3 separate regions of the Mus musculus genome follow, and all the other regions are linked to region 1. The links are chromatin contacts, called in public HiCAR-type and HiChIP or PLAC-seq maps. All regions are on one chromosome and are shown on one strand. The core of a region is the stretch at or near the end of the contact, and the rest is flanking DNA. Distances in the headings are between cores, read along the strand shown.

Region 1 (3,173 bases), core at 195-2,694:
ACCGAATAATGTCTTGCTGAACAAGATCATTAAATAGGTACACTCTGGATCCTACTGATGAGGTGCTTTGTGCTCTTTCCCGCTGGACCAAGAGGCAGAATCAGAGAGTTCCTAGATCCTTCCTCCTCACCCAGAAAACTCTTCTAGGAAGAGGTCTGCTATGTGGCCCCCTTGCTGTGGATTCGGTTGATCTCCCCGTAATGTTACCCATCAACAGCCTGAGAGGAGACAGAAAGCCAGGCACTTGCATGTAGAAAACTCCTCTCAGGTGATTCTCAGCAACCCCGCGTCACACAAGTGCTGCAATTTAAAGCGCCTTCAGAATCACAGAGAATAGAAACGGAGGCGAGAAGCTGAAATCCAGCCCTTTCCCCTCACCTGCTTCTCTGGCAAGTTTCTAGGGGGAGGATTTGCACGTGGACTCCAACAATTTCCAGCTGTCTTTGGAATCAGTGAGGACGGCCGCGTGTGCAGAACTCACAGCGCCTTAACGTCTCTTTTAGATCAGGACCGGAGTTTGGAGTACACGGGTTGAGAATGGAGAAGGTGTCACATTCTACCTTTCTCTCTTGTCCCCGCGCCTCCCCCTCCCCCAACTCTGCATTCCTTTGATTTCCCTCCATCCTACCCTGGGCACAAAGAATAACCTAGAAAGGTAGAGGGTTAAAAGCTAATGACCCAAAGCAGAACACACTGTGAGCAATTCCACAGAAATGCCACCTGTGACATTAAGGCCCTAAACGGCTGCAGCCTTGGCGTGTTTGGCTCGGGATGAAAAGTGCGGGGCAAAGTATCCAGAGGGCAGCGGGCTTGTGCGACGGTCATTTGAAGTAACTTCCTACGTTTTTGGATCACAAATACCTGTCTGACAGGACGGGCTCCCACATACTTAACAGACGTTAGCGACGCGCCAAAGTTCTCCTTCCCTGGGCCAGCGGAATGAAATAAAATAGTCGCAAATCAAGTCCTTTTATGGGTCACTGAAGAAAACCTAGCCTGATCTTGGTCCGGAGCTCAGAGGCGGACCCACCTGGATGAGGGTTGGCATAAAAGATGATCACACCAGGCCAGACAATCTAACCAAGGACCAGGTTCCCCGGAGCAGCCTTTCCCTTTTTCCGGGGGCGGCTGAACCGCTCAGACGGCCCATGGCTCCCCTAGGTGGCCAGTGATCTTTACGCTCTTCCACCGAGCTCAAGCAGCTGGCGCCAGGACCCGGGCTGCGGTTGCCACGGTGACGACAGACGCGCGGAGCCTGCAGCTGAAGGCGGGTGAGAGGCGGGAGTTGCAACGCCTCCTCCCCCTGCAACCAGCGCGGGGGCCACGCGTTGCTCGCACGCGAGGGGTGTGGCTCTGCCTCCGGGAAAGCGCGGCCCGTGGGCGGCTCGGGGCTCAGCCAGTGAGAGGCCGGGGGAGTGGTGGAGGGAAGGCACAGTCCGGGTACTTAGAGCTGCGCCGCCAGCGGGACCGGATCTTCCTCGCAGCTCTCGCGCCGACGCTCCGGGCGTCGTAGACGCTAGGAGCGCTACCCGATTGTAACATGGTTACCCCTTGCCCTGCCAGCCCGGGCAGCCCCGCCGCGGGAGCCGGGAGGCGAGACAGCCACCAGAACCTCCGCGCCCCAGTGAAGAAGAGCAGACGCCCGTGCCTCCGGAGAAAGAAGCCGCTGCGGCCGCTGAACGCGTGTTCGCTCCCGGGAGACTCGGGCGTCTGTGACCTTTTCGAGTCCCCCAGCTCCAGCTCGGACGGCGCCGACAGCCCCGCAGTGTCTGCGGCGCGGGACTGCAGCTCCCTACTCAACCCTGCCCAGCCCTTGACAGCGCTGGATCTCCAGACCTTCCGAGAATACGGCCAGAGCTGCTACGACTTCCGAAAGGCGCAGGAGAATCTTTTCCACCCGCGGGAGTCGCTGGCGCGCCAGCCACAAGTGAGGCGCTGGCAAGAGCCAGACCCGGGGCCGTCGCGCTTCTGTCTCTCCCAGGCTAGCTCGCTCTCTCCATGGCTGCTGGCTGCCCTTCGCACAGCCCTAGTCATTGCAGCCCATTATCTGCCATCAGTAGGAGCAATTGGGACCTTCAAGGATTGGCCCACTGACCTATTTAGATGGAGAAAGGTTGTGGGTGGAGAGGTGGATATCGGAAGTTATAGGGGGTGGGTAGAGGAGTTTTATTATAACGCAGTTCGACAGCTTCTACGTCAGATCCAGAACTCCTAAATTTGCTTGCACTTCTGTTTAAAAAAAAAACAAAAACTTTACCCCCCACCCCCCACCCCTTATAGTCCCTTTGACTTGCTGAGAGGGTTAGACTGGGTAGTGTGCCCTAATGCACTGTGCACAATACCAGGCGCGAGCCCAAACGTTCCCAGGCGTTCCGGAACGCCTGGTTTAAGGCAGGCCCGTACCTCCCCCCCTCCCCCCCACGTGCCTCCTATTTTTCAGTCATTTAGCGTTTTCCCCTTTGCCTCTCTGCCTCTCTGGATTGTTTTGTTCGGGCGCGCGCTTCAGCACACTCCCCCTCTCGCTCCCGGCCAGGTGACTGCCGAATCGCGCTGTAAACTGCTCAGCTGGCTCCTGCAAGTCCACCGCCAGTTCGGCCTCTCTTTCGAGTCGCTGTGTCTGACCGTGAATACTCTGGACCGTTTTCTCCTCACGACCCCTGTTGCTGCAGACTGCTTCCAGCTGCTCGGGGTCACCTGTCTGCTCATCGCTTGCAAGCAGGTACCACCAGGCGAAAGAGTGCGATGTGTTTGCAGCCAGCGCCCCCCTTCCCCAACTCGTGCATGGCTTAGGGCTGGGTTGCTTGGCTTATCTGGGCAGATGCTCGAAGATCTTTCCATGTCATAGCCTTAACTTCTCTTACCACTCACAGCAACAATCCTTTCAGACTACAAAGAGGTTAGGCTGTAGCTGGCCGCCCAACCAAAGCTTTGTGGTACTTGTCTCTGGAAAAGATGCTTTTAAAGTCAATCTCTCTCTCTCTCTCTCTCTCTCTCTCTCTCACACACACACACACACACACACATTTTAAAGTTGGGTTGTAGATAGAGAAGGTGCACTAGCAGCTGTGGGTGGGGGGAGAGGTTTCAGGAGCGGAATTGTGGAAGTGGAAGGAATATAGAGTTCGAGTCCCAGTTTTCTCCCGGGTTTTAGGCTGGATGGATTTGGGTCCCAG
Region 2 (3,173 bases), core at 464-2,963, 1.3 Mb before region 1:
CTCCCTGGTTACCTTTTCAAGTTTTGCTTATATACAATACAATTCGTCAAAGCTGTCAAAATGTCAAGAGAACCTGAAGAAACCTTACTACTCTGTTCATGGAGAACTGCAAGGCCATATATTTCTCAGAATTGGCCAGGAGAATCTAAGGCCACACTTGTGAGGATGTGATAAATTTGTAGGATGAAACTTTTTTTTTTTTATGATGTAAATAAGGGGCAGGCTGTTGGCTACCTGGCTGGAGCCGAGCTGCTGAGCAGTGCTTTCTGGCTTTATCAGAGGGTGTGGGTGCGCACTGCCCCTCACTAACCCTGGTCACTCTGCTCCATTTCAAGCCACAGGGTTTTTTGTTTTGTTTTGTTTTTTAACTTTTACAACTTTGAACGCCTCGTTGAAGATGGTAGGGACAACATGTGCCAAGCCTGTTTTTGAGTTATTTGATTGGACAAAAGTTTGTGATATCATTCACAGTAGGGGAAGTGTAATTTTCCATGTCTTTTGGATGTTTTGAAGTTGAGTGACTTTTTTCTTCTGTAAAATTTCCACGAATAAATAACTTTTACCCGTGTTTTTAGGTTGATTTTTTTTTTTTTTTTGCCTTGGTAATCCTCTTTAAAAGTAACCGTTGCTTCTTCCCATAACCCATCTCCATCCTCATCCAGTGAGGGAATTGGAGACCCTAGGCTCAAACCTGAACAGTGTAATTAAGGTTTAAAGTTATGAAAAGTTTTAGCATCTTAAAAATGCTTAAATTTATGAAGCTACAGTGCAAACCTCATTTTGCCATTAATATTTATTACAAGCTCCTGGCAGGCATCTGGGAGGAGAGCTCTGGTCTTCACGGACACTCTAAGCCCCTGTAAGGTCTTAGCACACCTTCCTGTTTGTATATTATCTTCTCATGGATCTGTTTTCATACACAGGATTATTTCTTGAAGCCTATGCAGAAACAGATACATCTGCTAAGTCTCTCTCTCTCTTCCATGTATCCACTTATCCAGGAGACCACATTTATTGTATGTATAATCTCAAACAATGTTGTTTTTATTTACCCCCGAGGTAGGTGTGAGAGGCAGTTTTTGCAATTTGGTTCAGGGTCTTTGACACTCTGCTTTTTAAAAGGTTTATCAAGTGTATATCTTCGGGTCATCTTCTAGACTATTTGTGATTAATAACTCCTAGAACTGGTCTTTAAAAAAAAAAAAGTGTACAGGCTATGAATGTCGCGCAAGCACGCTCATCATGTCTGGCTCCGTCTGTCAGTCTTTCTGCCTTCTGAATTGCCATCATCTTCCAGAGCCTGTCTGGCAAATGTCTACTTCCACAGTTCACTCCAAGCCACTGAACGCCGATGCGCATTCCATTCCTGCAGGTGCCTAGCCGTCCTGCTTCCTGTCCGGGTCTCTCTCCTCTTTTGCCCATCAGCGGCTCGCTCACTTGCCATCGCGTACTCTTCTCACTTCGGGAAAGTCCGTCGAGTCCTCCTCCGAGTCTCCCGCCACCCTCCTTCCTCCCCCGCCCCGGGCTCGCCCTCCCTCCCTCCCTCCCTCCCTCCGGCCCCCCCACCGCACCCACCGGCCGGTCCCCGCGCTCGCCCGCAGTTCAGCTGGAACTTTACTCCAGCCGGGGCAGAGCGCCGTGGGCGCGCGGGGCGGGCGCGTGCAGGAGCGGCGGCCGCGGGAGCGCCGGACGGCGTGGGTGTGCGAGCGGGCCGGGGGCGTCGCGGGCCGGCCTGCCCTATAAGGGGCCGAGCCGCCTCTGCCTCCGGGCGGGTGCCTGGCGGGCCGCGGCGGCGGCAGCGGCGGCGGCGGCTGCGATTGGCTCAGGCGCCCCATCCGGGGACTGGGCTCGGCGCTGCTCGTTCGCCCTAAAGGTACCAATATGGCGGAGGTGAGCGGAGAAACCGGGCAGCGGCGGCCGTGCTGGAGCGGGAGCCGGGCGGCCCTCCGAAGCCCCGCAGCCGGCCCGAGAGCCACGGCTCCTCCCGCGGGTCCTCGGAAGGCGGCGCGGCGGCGACGGGGGATGGGGGGCGCGGGGCGGCGGCGAGGCGCGGCGAGGCTGCCGGAGGGGCGGGAGCGGGCGCGGGAGCGGTCTCCCTTCGGGACTAGGCCGCGGCGGCTCCGACCCCGGCCGGGCCGGGCGGCGGGGCCGGGCGGCGGAGGGCGGCGGCGGCGAGCCTCGGGCCGGGGTAGCCTCCGGGCCGTGGCCGGGGCGGCTGACGCGGGCCGCCGTTCGCTCGGCGCCTCCTCCCGGGATCGGGGTGGGTGGAGAGCGGCCGATCCTCGGTCGGCGGCTGGAATGCAGCGCGGAGAGCGGGCTGCGCCACTGCCCCGCCGGAGTGAGCCGACCCGGCCCTCGGCAATCCGGCCGCCCGCCGCCTCTCCTGACCGGGGGCTCCGAGGCCAGCGGGAGCGGAGCGGGACTCTCTACCCCGAAGCCTGCGAGGTGCGGCGTCCCCGGGCGCAGAGACCGACCCACACCTCGACGCCCTCGCCCGCCGAGCGGCCCGAGAGTCTCTTTACCCCGGGCCGGACTTGGGGGGGGGGGCACCGGGCGACCCGGGCTGCCGGGCACCGGGCTCCCCTGGGACGGGCAAGCTGGGGGAGGGGGCGGCGTGATGGGAGCACCGGGGCTGGGCAGGAGCGAGCTGTGTGTGCTAGGGCCGAGCTGGCGGGCCGGGGACCGACCGCTCCCCCGGGGGAGGACCCGGCTGGTCCCAGACTCAGTGGTCGCGGCTCCTCCGACCTCAGCGGCTGGTGGGTGGGGGTGGGGAGGTGGGGGCGGGAGGGTGCTCCCGCGTTGGGTTGGGGACCAGTGTCAGGGTCGAGCTGGCCTACGCTTGGGGCAGTCGACAAACCCTGGAGTTGGGGCGCCCGCGCACTCCAAGGGCAGGCTGTGTGTGTGTGTCTCAGAGGGTGAGACCCTCCTAGGGGACGGGGTTGCGTTTCGAGGAGTTGCTCTAGGGCCAGCGGAGAGCTGGGTGAGCTGCTGTAGTCGGGGGACTCGTGAGATGCCCGGGATGAAGGATTGATGCTGCGAGCCGGGTAAGCTCTGGCTTCGGCTTCCCGGCTTTGTAACTTGCCGAGCTCTAAACGGTGTCTCGGAGTTGCCCGTTTCAACTCCAGCCCTCGTCCGGAGTCTGCGAGTTTGTACACTGGGGACTTGGGGAGGAA
Region 3 (3,173 bases), core at 466-2,965, 1.2 Mb before region 1:
GGGCACACACACAGAAAAGCTGCATCGGGGCTGCTTACTGCCTACCTTCCTCCCAATCCTGCCACAGCCAGGGGTCAACACACTTTTTACTACTGGGCTTGGGGGTTGGGAGGAGGGAAAACGACCTCCAAGTAATAAACGGACCGTGATTTTAAACAATCCAGAGCACAAAAGGGGGTCAAATTACTTAGATAACTAACCGAAACCAAGGATTCCTACTGTCAGATTCGACACACAATAAAACACTCTCCACCCACAGTAAACGTCAAGAAATTCTACGGGGGGCCACAGGGTGACGATGACGAAAACATATCCAGCAACTTCACACATCCATCAAGATTTTATGCTTTTGTGTATTTTCATCAGATTTTTTTTTTAAGTATCATATACTTAAAAGAATTTCCTCTAACAGAAAACTTTCCAGTAGCCAAAACAGGGCGAGGCCAAAGAGCCGTTGGTGTAAACTATCTTACGCACATCCTACTTCTGGTGCACCGGAAGACCCCTGCGAGCAAAGCGGCAGCCCCGCACCGTCCCTGTCCCCGCCACGCAGCGGGGCTGCGGGGCGCAGTCCCCACAGCTTTGAAGCTGAATGGCTGACACATCCGGTCCTGGATCCCACAGCATTCCGCCAAAAGCTAACTTCAAAGCCGGATTCAAACTCCCAGCACCGGGCGCTCTAGCCCCCGAGGTGCGGGAGGAATTCCCAAGGACACGCAGCGAGGGCAGCCACGGAGTCCCCGCAGACCCGGCCGCCCCGCGAGCCCGCAGCGTCCGCCTGCGTCGCTTTGACAGGCGCCCCCCCCCCCCGCAGTCCCCGGAATCCCCCGGCCGCCCGGGGCGCGCCGCCGGAGCCCGGCCCGGTACCTGCCCGCGGGCGCGCGTCCCCGTGGGGCCGAGGGGCTCTAGGCTGTCACAGCGCGCAGACCCACCGCCGTCACCTTCGCGCTCCGAGCCCCCCAAACTCACTTCGCGCCGCGGGGGCTCTCAGGACCCGGCCCGGGGAGCCCCGCACCTTCGCGGCTTCCACGCCTGTCACATGTCCGCAAACAATAACAAACTCTCCCGCACGTTCCCGTCCCGTCCCCACGCCGTCCCGGGCGCCGCCCGACCTTCAGGGCTCGGGGACGCGGGCTCCCCCCCCACCCCCAACGAGCGGAGCCCCGGGAGCAGCGCGCCCCGCTCGCTTCATTCATTGCCCGCCCGGCCCCGGCCCGCCGCTCACCCGGAGGGGGCCGCTGCAGAGGGCGGCTCGGCCCCCGCGGGGCTCCGGGCGCCGCTGTCCCGCGCGGCCGCCAGCTCGGCAGAGTGGGAGCCGCAGCGACTCGCCGCTCCCGGGGGTGGCGGTCCCGCCGCGGGCTGGAAGCGACTCGCTCCTGCAGCCGCGTCCGCGGGCTCCGGCGACGGGGAAGTAGATGGGCAGGGCGGCGAGGCGGCGGCGAGGAAGAGCGGCTGCTCCGGCAGCTGGTCCAGCTCCACACTCCGCACTTTGCGCAGCTGCCGCCGCCGCCAGTCCGCGCGCTCGCGGCCCGCGCTGCCAGGCTCCCGCAGCAGCCCCGCCGCGCCCGCTGCGGGCGCGCCGCTTCCCTGGAGAGCTCCTCCTCCTCCGCCGCCGCCGCCCGCCTCGGGACTCGCCGCCGCGGCGCCCGGGAATCCCGACGACGAGGCGCGATCGCCCGCCGCCGCCGCCATTTTCTCTCGCGGGCTACATTCGCTCGTGCCTGCGGGGGAGGGAGGGGGCGGGGAGAGCGCGGGGGGCGGGCGGAGCGGCGGGCGGGTGGGCGGGCGCGCGCTGCTGCCGAGGGCGCGGGCGCGGGCGCGAGCGGGGCCGCGCCTCCCGGCCGGGGCCCGGGAGCGCGGAGCGGCGGGCGGGCGCGCGGCGCAGGTGGGAGGGCAGGGGCAATGCGGGGAACCGGGCGCCGGGCGTTGTGCGCTGCAACCAGGCCGCCGCCAGGTAGTGCGAGACCGGGCGGGGCAGCGGCTCGGCGGGAGCTCGCCCACCCTTGAGCAAGCAGTAATCCGAGCGTGAGTCCCTGGTTCTGGAAGGGGACGCAAGCCGGAGGACTCACGGTCTGTCACTTCACGCGTTTAGTAGCGGTTGCTGGGGGGGCCCCCGCGCGCACCGGCCCGGCCCGCGCCCGAAGCGCAGGTGGCGCCCCGGGACTGTCGCCTGCCGCAGACGGGCGGACGCGAAGCCTTCTCTTAGGAAAGCAGACCTCTTGTCCCGCCCTCGTGTCACAAATAACACTACTTAAGATTTCTTGCGCTACCTTGTGCACCTCTGAAGCTGCTGGTTTGGGACACCCTCCCCCCCACTCCCCCGGCTACGCAGAGGGACCAACCCGGGTACTCTGCCAGAGGTTACTCCCCCGTCTTGGAAAGGCAGGCTCCAACCGAAAGCGGGAGAGCACGTCTGGGGAAGGAGCCAGCGCTATGCCAGGAAGCGCTGGATCATGCCATCTTCTACCAGGTCTCTCCCCACCCCCAACAGATGCTCCCAGCTGCACGTCCCTCTTCCTGGCAGTCAGGTGACAGGCCGGTTCCCGGGTCCCCCACCTCCCTCCCGCCGCCGCTCCCTGGTTGCCCTGTGCGGCGTCCCTCGCCTTTCTCCTGCCCCAGAGTCTAGAAAATGTGCTGGAGATAGAAAAGCAGTATACGTATATGGGATTTCCCCCCTTCGACCCTTTTTCAACGGGATAAAGCTGCCTTGTCGTCCCTATCTCACCCGCCTCTGCCACTTTTTTTTCCCCTAGCCACTTTGTCTAGAATAGACAATCTCTCAGAACCCAGGATTTCTAGATTTATTTTGTGAAACATTAAGACATGAGGCGTGGGGGGAGGGGTAAGAAGGGTTTTCATCTTACAGAGAAAGGAAAGATCTCTCCAGCATTTAGACAAAAGCCTGAACTAGCTCAAAATAATTCATTTAACCTCTCCAAAGTAGATCAAATGAAGCCCTCCTTAGGTGTGTAATGTCAGCCAGAGAGCAAGGTGAGGCAAAAGGGATTTTTAAAAAGGGATCCTGACTTCAGCTTGAGCTCGGTGTTATACTTACTGCTATAACATCTGGCACGCTACAGTTCTCAATGGTTACATTAAAAGGTACACGTTTTGAAAGTTTAGATTAGTCTGTTCAAGATTTAGGTCTACATTTAGGCTATAATTATATGCTC

The links. HiCAR-type assays count read pairs that join an accessible place to other places. HiChIP or PLAC-seq counts read pairs in DNA pulled down with a chosen protein or histone mark.
Region 2: a contact with region 1 is called in a HiCAR-type map of astrocytes, with 3 times the contacts expected there. The contact joins the promoter of Mier3 here to the promoter of Ccno in region 1.
Region 3: a contact with region 1 is called in an H3K27ac HiChIP or PLAC-seq map of embryonic stem cells, with 7 times the contacts expected there. The contact joins the promoter of Map3k1 here to the promoter of Ccno in region 1. A contact is called at or near these places in 1 of 39 promoter capture datasets (pre-B cells), 4 of 484 Hi-C or Micro-C datasets (all in embryonic stem cells) and 2 of 115 datasets of contacts at active chromatin or transcription factors (embryonic stem cells and microglia).

What each region holds. Positions count from the first base shown.
Region 1 is chr13:112,986,358-112,989,530 of GRCm38.p6, forward strand. Ccno (cyclin O) reads left to right here and starts at 1,445. Exons shown (of 3, transcript NM_001081062.1): 1 at 1,445-1,927; 2 at 2,534-2,719. The coding sequence starts at 1,541.
Region 2 is chr13:111,684,465-111,687,637 of GRCm38.p6, forward strand. Mier3 (MIER family member 3) reads left to right here and starts at 1,714. Exons shown (of 13, transcript NM_172593.3): 1 at 1,714-1,890. The coding sequence starts at 1,882.
Region 3 is chr13:111,807,278-111,810,450 of GRCm38.p6, forward strand. Map3k1 (mitogen-activated protein kinase kinase kinase 1) reads right to left here and starts at 1,716. Exons shown (of 20, transcript NM_011945.3): 1 at 1,226-1,716. The coding sequence starts at 1,692. It overlaps Gm15327 (a long non-coding RNA gene), which reads left to right and starts at 1,861. Exons shown (of 3, transcript XR_382912.2): 1 at 1,861-2,470.